Linked DNA regions of Zea mays: all the other regions are linked to region 1. Evidence: chromatin contacts called from public Hi-C data. All regions are on one chromosome and are shown on one strand. Each heading gives the region's core, a stretch centred on a gene start, on an enhancer-like site or on the middle of the called end of the contact. The rest is flanking DNA. Distances are from core to core; before and after follow the strand shown. Region 1 holds the start of LOC103631261 (phospholipase D Z). Region 2 has its middle 38 kb from the start of LOC100279547. Region 3 holds the start of LOC103629696 (probable N-acetyltransferase HLS1).

What was found. A called contact is a pair of places that touch in the nucleus more often than the background predicts.
Region 2: a Hi-C map of ear shows a contact between it and region 1, with 1.6 times the contacts expected there. The contact joins the enhancer-like site here to the promoter of LOC103631261 in region 1. A contact is called at or near these places in 3 of 25 Hi-C or Micro-C datasets (bundle sheath, ear and leaf).
Region 3: a contact with region 1 is called in a Hi-C map of leaf, with 2.8 times the contacts expected there. The contact joins the promoter of LOC103629696 here to the promoter of LOC103631261 in region 1. A contact is called at or near these places in 8 of 25 Hi-C or Micro-C datasets (bundle sheath, ear, leaf and 2 more).

Annotation. Positions count from the first base shown.
Region 1 is chr6:105,779,218-105,782,747 of Zm-B73-REFERENCE-NAM-5.0, forward strand. It overlaps LOC103631261 (phospholipase D Z), which reads left to right and starts at 1,999. Exons shown (of 7, transcript XR_004850231.1): 1 at 1,999-2,503; 2 at 2,704-2,908; 3 at 3,169-3,370; 4 at 3,477-3,530. It overlaps LOC103629697 (ubiquitin-NEDD8-like protein RUB2), which reads right to left and starts at 1,529. Exons shown (of 3, transcript XM_008650808.4): 1 at 1,173-1,529; 2 at 1-68. The coding sequence starts at 1,265.
Region 2 is chr6:105,534,599-105,538,128 of Zm-B73-REFERENCE-NAM-5.0, forward strand. No RefSeq gene overlaps it. Among protein-coding and RNA genes, the nearest start is that of LOC100279547, 38 kb to the left of the region's middle. Within about 2 kb of position 1,618, at least 14 of the 20 cell types and tissues checked have an H3K27ac peak or open chromatin away from gene starts, as enhancers often do. A contact at or near this core is called in bundle sheath and ear, where this site is marked.
Region 3 is chr6:105,577,344-105,580,873 of Zm-B73-REFERENCE-NAM-5.0, forward strand. It overlaps LOC103629696 (probable N-acetyltransferase HLS1), which reads left to right and starts at 1,949. Exons shown (of 4, transcript XM_008650807.2): 1 at 1,949-2,224; 2 at 2,437-2,615; 3 at 2,845-3,530. The coding sequence starts at 1,970.

The DNA of each region.
Region 1 (3,530 bases), core at 749-3,248:
TTCCCATCCTCCAATTGCTTGCCAGCAAAAATCAGCCTCTGGTGGTCAGGCAAAATGCCCTCCTTGTCCTGAAAAATACAAAGTCAGATACCCTGCCGAGTTAGAATGGCATTCTTTCACCTGTCTCTGAATCAGTGTTACTTAAAATTGATTATCACAAGTTTTGGAATTTGATTCACATTTAAATGCACTTGGCAAAACAAATGATACATGAAAAATGATCACACATGGACAAAGGTGTGGGATACAAATATTGAACATGGACAAGTGTTAGCAAATAAAATTTACTTGAGCATGGACAATGTTATCCAAAGCTAGCTCCGATTGAGGTTTTTGACTAGGCAATTTTTTGTTCACCAGAAATGACTCAAAGTCGGCTTTTATTTCCTAAAATGTGTTTGAGAATCTAAGCAGCAGTTGCACTCCAAAAACATAAGCGAAAATAAGGAATATCTCGCTACTTTGCAAATCCTAACAGAGGATAAGAAACATGTTATTCCGCAATGGGACCGGGTTACAAGTAAGATCAAAGTCATGGTTTTCCTAAACTAAGTCACATAGTATACAAAACGAAGTATTACAAAAAAAGATGGCTTGGCCTTTAATTAAGTAGCAACCATGATGCAATATGGAGGCCTCCATTCCAAATTGTAATTTGTTTTGGTTTTTCTAGGATCTAGGTGCATAGTTTGTGCTACTCAAAACGACTTACAATTTGGCAATGAGGGAGTAAAAGCCATAAATAGTGATACTCAGTATTAGTATGGGGTCAACTCTTTACATTCTTATTATGAAAAGAATTCTATGCTAGGTGCTTGTGGAAATATTACATCTTCCATAACCACATAACAGTTTATAGGTACTAAATTTCCTAAATTTGTTTGTTCATCACAACGAATAAGGCTTAAGTGTCGACAGTACACGGCACGATACCAACCAGCAAAAAATTACCATAAGCGCCAGTTATGAGGAGAATCTTCATACTTCAGCCAATAGACACTATCCCAAGATCTATTTCCCCGCAAAGGGTAAGAACCGCACTAAAGGAACTACCAAATCGATGAAGCAATCAACACGACTACTCCGATGTTATCACCGATCACGAAGGACACAATTCGGCTACGAATCGGGAGTCGTAGAGGTGAACAAGGGGGAGGGGAGGGGTGGCAGACCTGGATCTTGGCCTTGACATTATCGATGGTGTCGCTGCTCTCGACCTCGACCGTGATGGTCTTCCCCGTCAGCGTCAAGATGAAGAGCTGCATCTCGTTGGCTACGACCCGCGGTCTGGGGCTAGGGTTTACGGTGGCCTACCGCGTGAAGTCGCCGAAGCAAAAGTCCGAACCGAACGAGGAGGGAGGCTCTCGCAGTGTTGATTAAAGAAGAATATGATGATTGAGGAATGAGGAAGCGAAGAGGGCGTGTGGTTGTTTTGCATATTTGCACCTGGAGGTGTTCATGTTCGCATCGAGGTCCTCCGTGTCAGGTTGCGGCCGCTGCATGTGGGCCCCAGTGCCATCTCCGATTCGAAGCCAGGGGACTCGGGGGAGTGCCTTTCAGCTGTCATGGGCACGTGGCTGCCAGATGTAGTGGACCGTAAAACAAGACTTATTTGGGCCTTGTATTGGCCCAGCTGTCCGGAATTTCGAATGGTATCGCAGACTAGGCTGATCATGCCTGATGTAAAATCACCCCGCTCAATTTCAACAAACCCTATCCTACTTGTTTCTATTTCTATGTATATCAATTACTCACTATAGAAAAATACATATATCTTTTATTCTAATTATACAATTACTTTAAATAGCCATACACCTAAGTGTACTAGTCTATATCGCAGGTGCTTGTCCACTGGTTTGTAGGGGAAACAAAAGAACAGATTTGCTTGCACTCAAATATAGTAGTAGTAATAGTAGGCTGGAGTGTACTGTAGACGGAGAAAGCTGAACGAATGGTCCCACTCTATCCAATCCATACGAAGAGAATATGCTTGGCCTGAACAGTGGACATCCGTCACGTTTGAACGGAGCGAAAAAATCGGAGCAATGGAGGCGGCATCTTCGGCCACGGATCCACCGCCCATGGCGGCGCGTTTCGTTTCTCCGTTACCTTGTCAAAATATATCAACCGGTACAGCCGTGCAGGCGCAGTGCGTTGACCTGGTGGATCTTTGATCTGTCCATTTAAATTTGGCAGGTGTAATTGTCATTTTAAAATTTGGCGTGCGGCATGCATGATTACTGATCACATAAACAGGTTTGACCCTCCGATTCGAGTTCACTTGCACACGACTTCACACTCTCCCTCATAGTTGGGCTGACGATACCAGCCATGCCCTCCTCCCTCCATCGCCGCCGGCTCCTCCTCCTCGTCGTCGCTGCCGCCGCGCTGCGGGGGGCGCCGTTGGCGGACGCCGGCGCGGACACCTGCAAGGCGTGGTTGGTGCAGTCCATCCCCACGGACATGCCGCACCTGAGCCGCATCCCCGGGGTCCTATCCACGGGTTCGTCTCTCTCTCTCTCTCTCTCTCTCTCGTCTATGGGGGTTTGCCAGTTTGGGGAATGGGGAGTAGGCGTATGCTGAATTGGTGATACATAGCTGGTGATGGTGGTAGTGGGTTTGTGAAATTACTAATGCTTCTTGCAGCCGTCACTACGTATATCCATCCATTGGGCTGCTGATTTCTGTGGGTCCTGACCTCAGGAGATGTGCTCCAGTGGCTCTCGGGGAATGCAACGAAGAGTCTGGACATCCTTGCGCAGTACTGGCAGTTCTTGCCCCAGCCGAACAATCCGAAATCGGGGGACTACGGGTTTTCCGAGAGTGACATGAGGAGATTCGGGGCCGATGAGGGCCGCCGGGTTTACAAGGCACTGGAAAATGCTGCAGACCGTAAGATCAAAATCAGGCAAGTATCGAGTATCATACTTGAACTGTCAGTTTCTATAATGTTGGTGATTATTACTTAACCATAGGATGATTGGAATAGTAGTAGAGTATGTTGGAACATTGACATATAGTTATCGGCCAACAGAAAAACTGGTGTCACAATTGAATCACAAAGAAGAGAAGTGATAAAGCAAACAAGCAAAACATTTATAAATAACTAAACAGTGTGTCCATGTAGAGATTTCGTTTCTCTATTGACAAGCTGTGGTATCATTTCAGGATTGTCCAGCACTCTGGATTTGCTCCTGATTTTGACCAAGAGAGCGCAGACCTGGCTGCAGGAAGACCAAATGTTGAGAACGCAACCGTTCTTTTCGAGGACTGGTGGGGATCTGGTGTTGTGCACGCAAAGGTCTGGATATCAGATAAGAAGGATGTGTATATAGGTTCCGCAAACAACGACTGGAAATCCCTTACTCAGGTATATCCGACAAAAAAAAACAGGCTCTGCTAAATTTGCAGTATGGTGTTGAGAAAAAAAAACAATTTGGTAAACCTGTGTGGCACTACTTTTACATGCATTGCAGGTTAAGGAGCTTGGGATTTATTTTGCTGGTTGCCCACAGATAGCAAAAACTGTG
Region 2 (3,530 bases), core at 368-2,867, 240 kb before region 1:
AATTAGCCTCTTTGACTATATAGATCCAAACATAGATCTCAGAGCTAAAATAAAGCTATGCTAAACACTGCACGCCCCTATATATATAGCAAGTGGTGGTGGTCAGCAAATCCTATCCGGCCGGCTAGCATCCGATTAACTTTTCGCCAAATTCTTTGTAAAAAAAACTAAGCTAGCTAAGCATATGCAACCGTCGTAGCCTTTCAGTCTCATCATTTTTAATTTGTTCCATGCATGCATATATATATATATGCACCATCTCTAAATCACATTTTGTCGTCGATGCCTTTAATTTTTCGGCATCAATATCTTTGACTAGAGCCGAAGGAATTAGTTAATAAGCAACTGGGACACACGCAATTGCATATGAGTGATTCCCCTAGATCGACCCCTATGCATGATTAGCCATTTTAACGTACCCCAGTAGCTAGCTAGCAAACTAATCCACCGATCGAGATACTCTACAGATTAGTAAGCTCCGATCCAAAGCGAGGAGCTAGCACGCCCAGTGGCGTTGGTACGTGATTCCTTTATTTTTTTTTGGCCCTTTTGAGAGAGGGTAGGGTAGCCGTACGTTCTTACCGGCGCAGCTACTAGCTTGCTTGCTCTCGCGTTATTACTTGTTGGGGATGCATGCATGATAGATTAATAGTGATGCAAATATAATACTATATGCATGTTATGTGCACTCATATATATGCAAATGAACTAAAGGTACACGGCGTGCACTTTCAGTGTTGTTGGACACGTTTCTAAACGCAAGAGGTTGAGAGGTGGTGGCGAGCTAGAGAGAGGTTGTTGTGTTTAGTACTGATGGTTCTCTTTTGGACTAAAGGTGAGCACCTTTTGTTGTTGAGCGTCAGTTTAATACTATAACACGCCAAATAAAATCTGCACCTTTCGAGATATTATCCCATAGCATATATAAGATCAAGCTCGTGGGGGAGGGGGGGGGGGGGGGGGGGGGGGGTTGATTAATTGTTGGACATATCCAAGGACCATGCATGCAGCGGTTATAGCCGCGCGCTCTAGAGCTTAATTCTTCTTCGTCGTCGTCGTCGATTCACCAATCATGTAGCAGTCATAAAGAACAAGCATATATAAGAGTAGTAAATAGGAAAAGAGGGTAAAGTGAGCTATTGTTTGCTTTGTTCATGTGTTGATCCCTCCAGAGCTTGCACACGACTGACTACATTACATTACATGTAGTAATTAAATTGCCCGGTTAGTTAGATTAGACCGAATGGAAAGACGTAGTACGCTTGCACATGCATGCATGCGCGACTGGATAAATGTGCAAATCCAAAGGCGTGTGAGGCGCCGCGCGTGGAAAGGGCCAAAAAAAGCTCCCGCGCTTTCTGCTGCACTCGGCGGCCCCCGGCCTCGGTCTAGGTAAACAACGCAAAAGGAGGTCGGCGGCCGGACGACGCGACTGACGGCCGGGGGGCCAAGGGACGGACGACGACGACCAGTGGCTGGTGGTGCCCCTCACAAAGTTTAGCTAGCTCCGACGGATTAGACGGGCGTACGTCCCATCGACCGGGGCCAGAGCTCCGGCCAAAGCTAGCTGTTGGTGCGGCCGGGCTCCATTCCATCACTCCATTCCATTGGCGCCCGCTCTCCATGACCATGAAAAGGAGGAGCCAAAGCTAGGATCACAGTGTGTGCGCGCGTGGATCGCACTGTGCATGCCCGTGTGCGTCACGCCAGGCGAGGAACGTACTAAATGTGTGACGGCGTGCACGCATGCGAAAGCTACGTGAAATCCGTGCAAGTCCGTGGTAGTGCAGCTGACTGGACTGTTTGGATCGGTGCAGCTCTGCTTGGCGTCTCTCTGCTGGTCACCACCAGCAAGTGCAAGTCCGTGCCCGCGTGTGCGTATGCATGACGATGTGATGTCCGCGCGCGTACTCCTAGCTACGTGGTGCGCTGGTGCTGCTGCCTCTCTCGATCTCAAGTCATGTCGGCCAAAAACACACCTGGCATAGTGGCATGTGCGAACTGTGCATAGGCACAAGCAAGGCCCCCAAATGGATAGAGGCATATAGAGCCCTATTTTTTTTATTTTTTTTGGCTCATTAACAACAGTAAGTTAAGGCCACCGCCGCTTTCGTCCATCTCACGCCATGGTGGCGATTAAAAGTTCAAACTGTTTGAACGATACATCGATGGAGTACCGTACCTAGTTTGCACAGAAAACATTTCAATCGTATTTTACGCAGTGGTCCTCCTGTACGTAAAATTAAACACGACTGCTTGGACTCCAAGTAAAAGAGGTTTGGACAATGAAACACCACGCGATTTTGACGAAAAAGGATCTCCCCCTATTTCATTAAAAAACAGGAAACATGATATTCTGTAACCACAGACACACACCAATATTGTCTTAGTCATAGCATTGCCACCGGCAACAAAAGCCCAGCATCTAACCCAGCTAAAGCTTGCAGCATACCTGACTCAAAAACTATCGCCATTAAAAGACGACTAAGACAGGAAAAGGGGTTTAACCAAGACATTATTACAGACTGGCATCCTGATATAAGAACCATAAGAGTCTCTAGGTTCAAGATCAGAAAGAAGCATCTTCGCCAAAAAGGATCCCCGCGCATCCAATCACTGTGTCAGCCTCCTGTCAACTGGAGACCACCCCCGAGCTCGAATGAAGAAATCACTAGCCATTTTTCTGATATGGTTGCTTCTTTCCTCCAGCATCCTTCTTGCCGATTTTTTCTGTAATAAAATCCATGAGTTCATCCAAAAACAGCAGAATATAAAGATGTCTAACGTATTAACTACTCTTTTATCTTCAAAGTAAGCTTCGTTTCTTATTTTCCAAAGAGTCCAAAGAACTGCACTACACCCCCACTGTTAACAAATTCTTGTCCCGTTTATTGAATAGATGGAGCCAGCGGCTAAACATCTCACTGGGGTTCTTGGGAATACAAATGGGATGTAGTACCGCCTGCACCACTCTCCAGGTGAATTTCGCTATCTGACAGTCAAAGAAGATGTGTTGCGTAGTTTCTAGGCAATCACACCAAGTGCAATTAATATTTCCTTGCCGATTCTTTTTGCTAGGATTTACCTTGGATAGAACCATGTCTCTCAGAAGAAGCCAAAGGAAAACTTTTATCAAATCACTACCGGAATCCGGGCCTTTGCCGAGTGCCGGCGGCTTTGCCGAGTGCTTTTTATCGGGCACTCGGCAAAGAAGACTTTGCCGAGAGCCGCACTCGGCAAAGACCTGCGCTCGGTAAAGGTCTTATTTACCGAGTGCGGGACACTCGGCACAGCCAGGCACTCGGCAAAGATTGCTTTGCCGAGAGTCAAGCACTCGGCAAAGATGGCTCTCGGCAAAGGGCCGTTAGCGGCCATCTACAGCTGACGGCCGTCAGTCTTTACCGTGTGTCAAATATCTGGCACTCGGCAAAGAGAGTCTTTGCCGAGTGTCCTATATAGACACTCGACAAAGCATATTTTTATTTTTTTTTATTTTGGTCACCAAACTTTTTGTGGTATGTTCCTACACT
Region 3 (3,530 bases), core at 699-3,198, 200 kb before region 1:
TGAAGTGCGCGCTCAAAGTTTATAATTTTCAGGTTTCATCTATTCACCCCCCTCTAGGCGATTTTCATGTTTCTTCTTTCTCTTGTTGATTTGGTCGGTCTAGGTTGCTAATATTACCTTGTGGTAACAGTGCTATGGAATTCTTTCATAGCCATGTTATGTAAGTATATTTTACTTTCTCTTTGAAGGATATGTCACTATGACATGTTCTAAAAAAATATCTGATAAAGAATTTTTTATTTTTTTCTTTCAAGAGCAGAATGTTCTTTATTCATTCGTCTAAATCTAGCTGCAAAATGCACCATATATAATTTTAGTCTAGAAACTTTAAATAAAGAGTCCACCATCACCAACTTATTATATATATGTACGTGCCAATGCAAGAAGAATGATCCCCTATGAACCGTATCTCTAAAACTGCCTCCACTGGAATATATGTTCGGATGCCGCACAATCGGTAGGCTTCCGGTCTACAAATCCTAATTCCTATCGGCGTATACTATAGTCTTTTGCTGAACTGGAAAGAACCTCACTTGTTTAAAGGCTGGTGTGCTTAAGAGCAATAGGATTACATATGTAGCTAGGTTGATTTGGCGCCTTTAATCAACTGTTTTGCGTGAATGTATGATCAGTTATGAACTATATAGTCTCTTGACCACTTACTGGGCCCACTTCCATTCAGCTAGTTTAGGCTTTATCTGAATAAACTAACACAGGCAGTTAAATCAGCTACATTCTCCATACTATTCAAATCCAAGATGGATAGACTATGTACACAAAAGCCGCCTGTTCTTTGTCCTCCGTCCTTGCGCTTCAATGGGCATTGCATCTAGGGTGGACGTTCCTCCGAAAATTTCGGATCAGATAATTCGGATAATTTAAATTTTGATTCTTGAGAATCGATATCCGAATTTACAACGGGTTTTATAATACCCAAAAATTTGGGTACCCGAAATTTCAGGTTTGGATATTTCAGAACTACTCGAAATGTTGTGTTAGTTAATTAGCTTCGTAAAAATACGTGCAATCTATTAAATTAGTATAAAAAATATAGTTTGAATAATGATATACATGGACATAAAAAACATAGAAAATCTACAATCACAAGTTATGCATATAGATGGCCAATAAGCACGAGGCCCGCGAGCCCGGCACGAAGCCCACTGTTTGGGCCCGACACGAGCCCGGCACGGTCCGGTTCTATGTGGGCCTGGGCCGGCCCGTCACGAATAAGCGGGCCGGGCTCGGACAGGAAACTAGGCACGGTGGGCTAGCCCGACACGACCCGTTTACCTCTAAGTCCGTTAAGCCCGCTTTTTTGCACTAAAACGTGTTTATCTGATCCGTTAAGCCCGCTTAAACCACTTTTCGGGACACTTTTTCCGTGCTAAACGGGTTGGCCCGACCCGTTTAGGCCCGCTGTGGGCCGGGCTCGGACAGAAAATCGAGCCCGCGGGCTTAGACGGCCCGACCCGGTTTTCTAACCGTGCCTACGGGTCGGGCTTCACCGAGCCGGGTCAGGCGGCCCGTTTGTCCTTATGCATATTTACATATAATTAAAGATGCATAAAATAATAATTAAGAATGTCATGAGTGTATATGACACATAAAATTTTGGGTAACTCGAGTATTTTGGCTACCGGATTATGATATCTGAATTACCCAAAATAAATTCAGGTTTCGCAAGTTGCTACTCAAAATTCTTGAATAAAATTCGGGTTTCCTGTATTTTCGATTTAGGTTCGGGTATTCCGGGTTCGAATTATGGGTTACTAGTTTTTTTTTTTGCGTAGCCATAATTGCATCACTGGTAGTGGAATATTACTATTTTGCCACGACCCCACAATACCCCTCCCTCCCGCTCGTCTCTCCCTGTCAGCCAAGCCTACTAGCTACCTGTATAAATTCCCCGCACGCCCTCCTCGTCGTGGATGTGGATGGAGAGAAGGTGTCGTTTGAGGTCAGCGTCATGGATGGAGAGAAGAAGGTGTCGTTTAGGGTGAGGGAGTTCGACATGGAGAGCGACCTGGCGGCGGTCGAGGAGCTCGAGCGCCGGTGCCAGGTCGGCCTGTGCGGTGACGACACCGCAGCCGACGACGGCAGTACTGGCGGCAGCAAGATGAGGAAGAAGACAAAGAGAAAGAAGAAGGGCATGTCGCTCTGCGTCGAGCAGGTCGGCGACCCGCTGGCGAGGGTCCGCCACGCGCCGGAGCACGTCATGCTGGTAAGTGGCGGCCTAACTAAAAGAAGAACAATTCTGTTTGTTTGGCACACCGATTCGATCGCTGTGGTAATACGGTTTGAGGTTCGAACTGGAGGTGCAGATCGGTTTGTTACTGATAATTGATGTGCACGAATGAAAGATGCATTCGACAGTGACGATTCATCAGATTATTCTGTACGTTGGAGGTTGGCTGATGAATTTGCAATGCCCAGGTTGCCGAGTACGGCGAGGCGGCGGAGATGGTCGGGCTCATCAAGGCCTGCGTTAGGGTGGTGAGCAGAGGCGGCGGCAAGAAACAGAAACCTTCTTCCTCCACGAAGGAGGAGCCGTCGCCGCCGGCGTACGTGAAGGTGGCCTGCCTCCTCGGTCTCAGGGTCTCTCCGTCTCACAGGTACGGGCGTACAGCTGTGCCACTTGAGTTCTTTTTTTTCTTTCAGTTTTCACCACATGCGGATGCATGCACACACGGAGGCGCCGAGTGGGCTTTTCGAGAGGGGCCCTGCGTTCTGGCTGGTTGGCCGGAGATCCACTGCAGGCGCAGGCACGGTTCTCGAGGCGCCGCCGCCGCCGCATCATGGTTTGAACGGCTGTGTGCTGACGCTAATTGCGCTTTCTTGCAGGCGGCTGGGGATCGCGACGGCGCTGGTGGAGCGCGCGGAGGAGTGGTGCCGTGAGCGCGGTGCGGCGCACGCGACGATGGCGACGACCACGTCCAACGCGGCGTCACTGGCGCTGTTCACGGGCCGGTTCGGGTACACACCGTTCCGGCGGCCGGAGTTGCTGGGAAGGCCGGTGCACGCGCACCGCCTGCCCATCCCGAGCGCGCACCGCGTGTTCCAGCTGCCGCCGCCGCTGGCGGCCGCGGCCTACGCGCGCCTGTCCCCGCCGCAGGCCACGGAGTTCCTCCCCGCCGACATGCCGGCGCTGCTGGCCCACAAGCTCACGCTGGGCACGTTCGTGGCCGTCGAGAGCGGCCCGCCGGAGCCGGACCAGTCCGCGCCCCCGTCCTTCGCCGTGCTCAGCGTCTGGGACTCCACCCGCTCCATGCGCCTCCGCGTGCGCGGCGCGCGCGCGCTGCTCCGCGCGTCGCTCGCCGCGCTCAGGGCGCTCGACCGTGGCGCGCCGTGGATGCGCGTCCCCTCCGTCCCGGACATCTTCCGCCCCTTCGGCGCCTACCTCCTCTACGGCCTCCGCATGTCCGGCCCCGCGGGCCCCGCCCTGCTCCGCTCCCTCTGCCACCACGCTCACAACGTGGCCCGCAACAACCCGGCCTGCGCCGTCGTCGCCGCCGACGTTGCGCCCGACG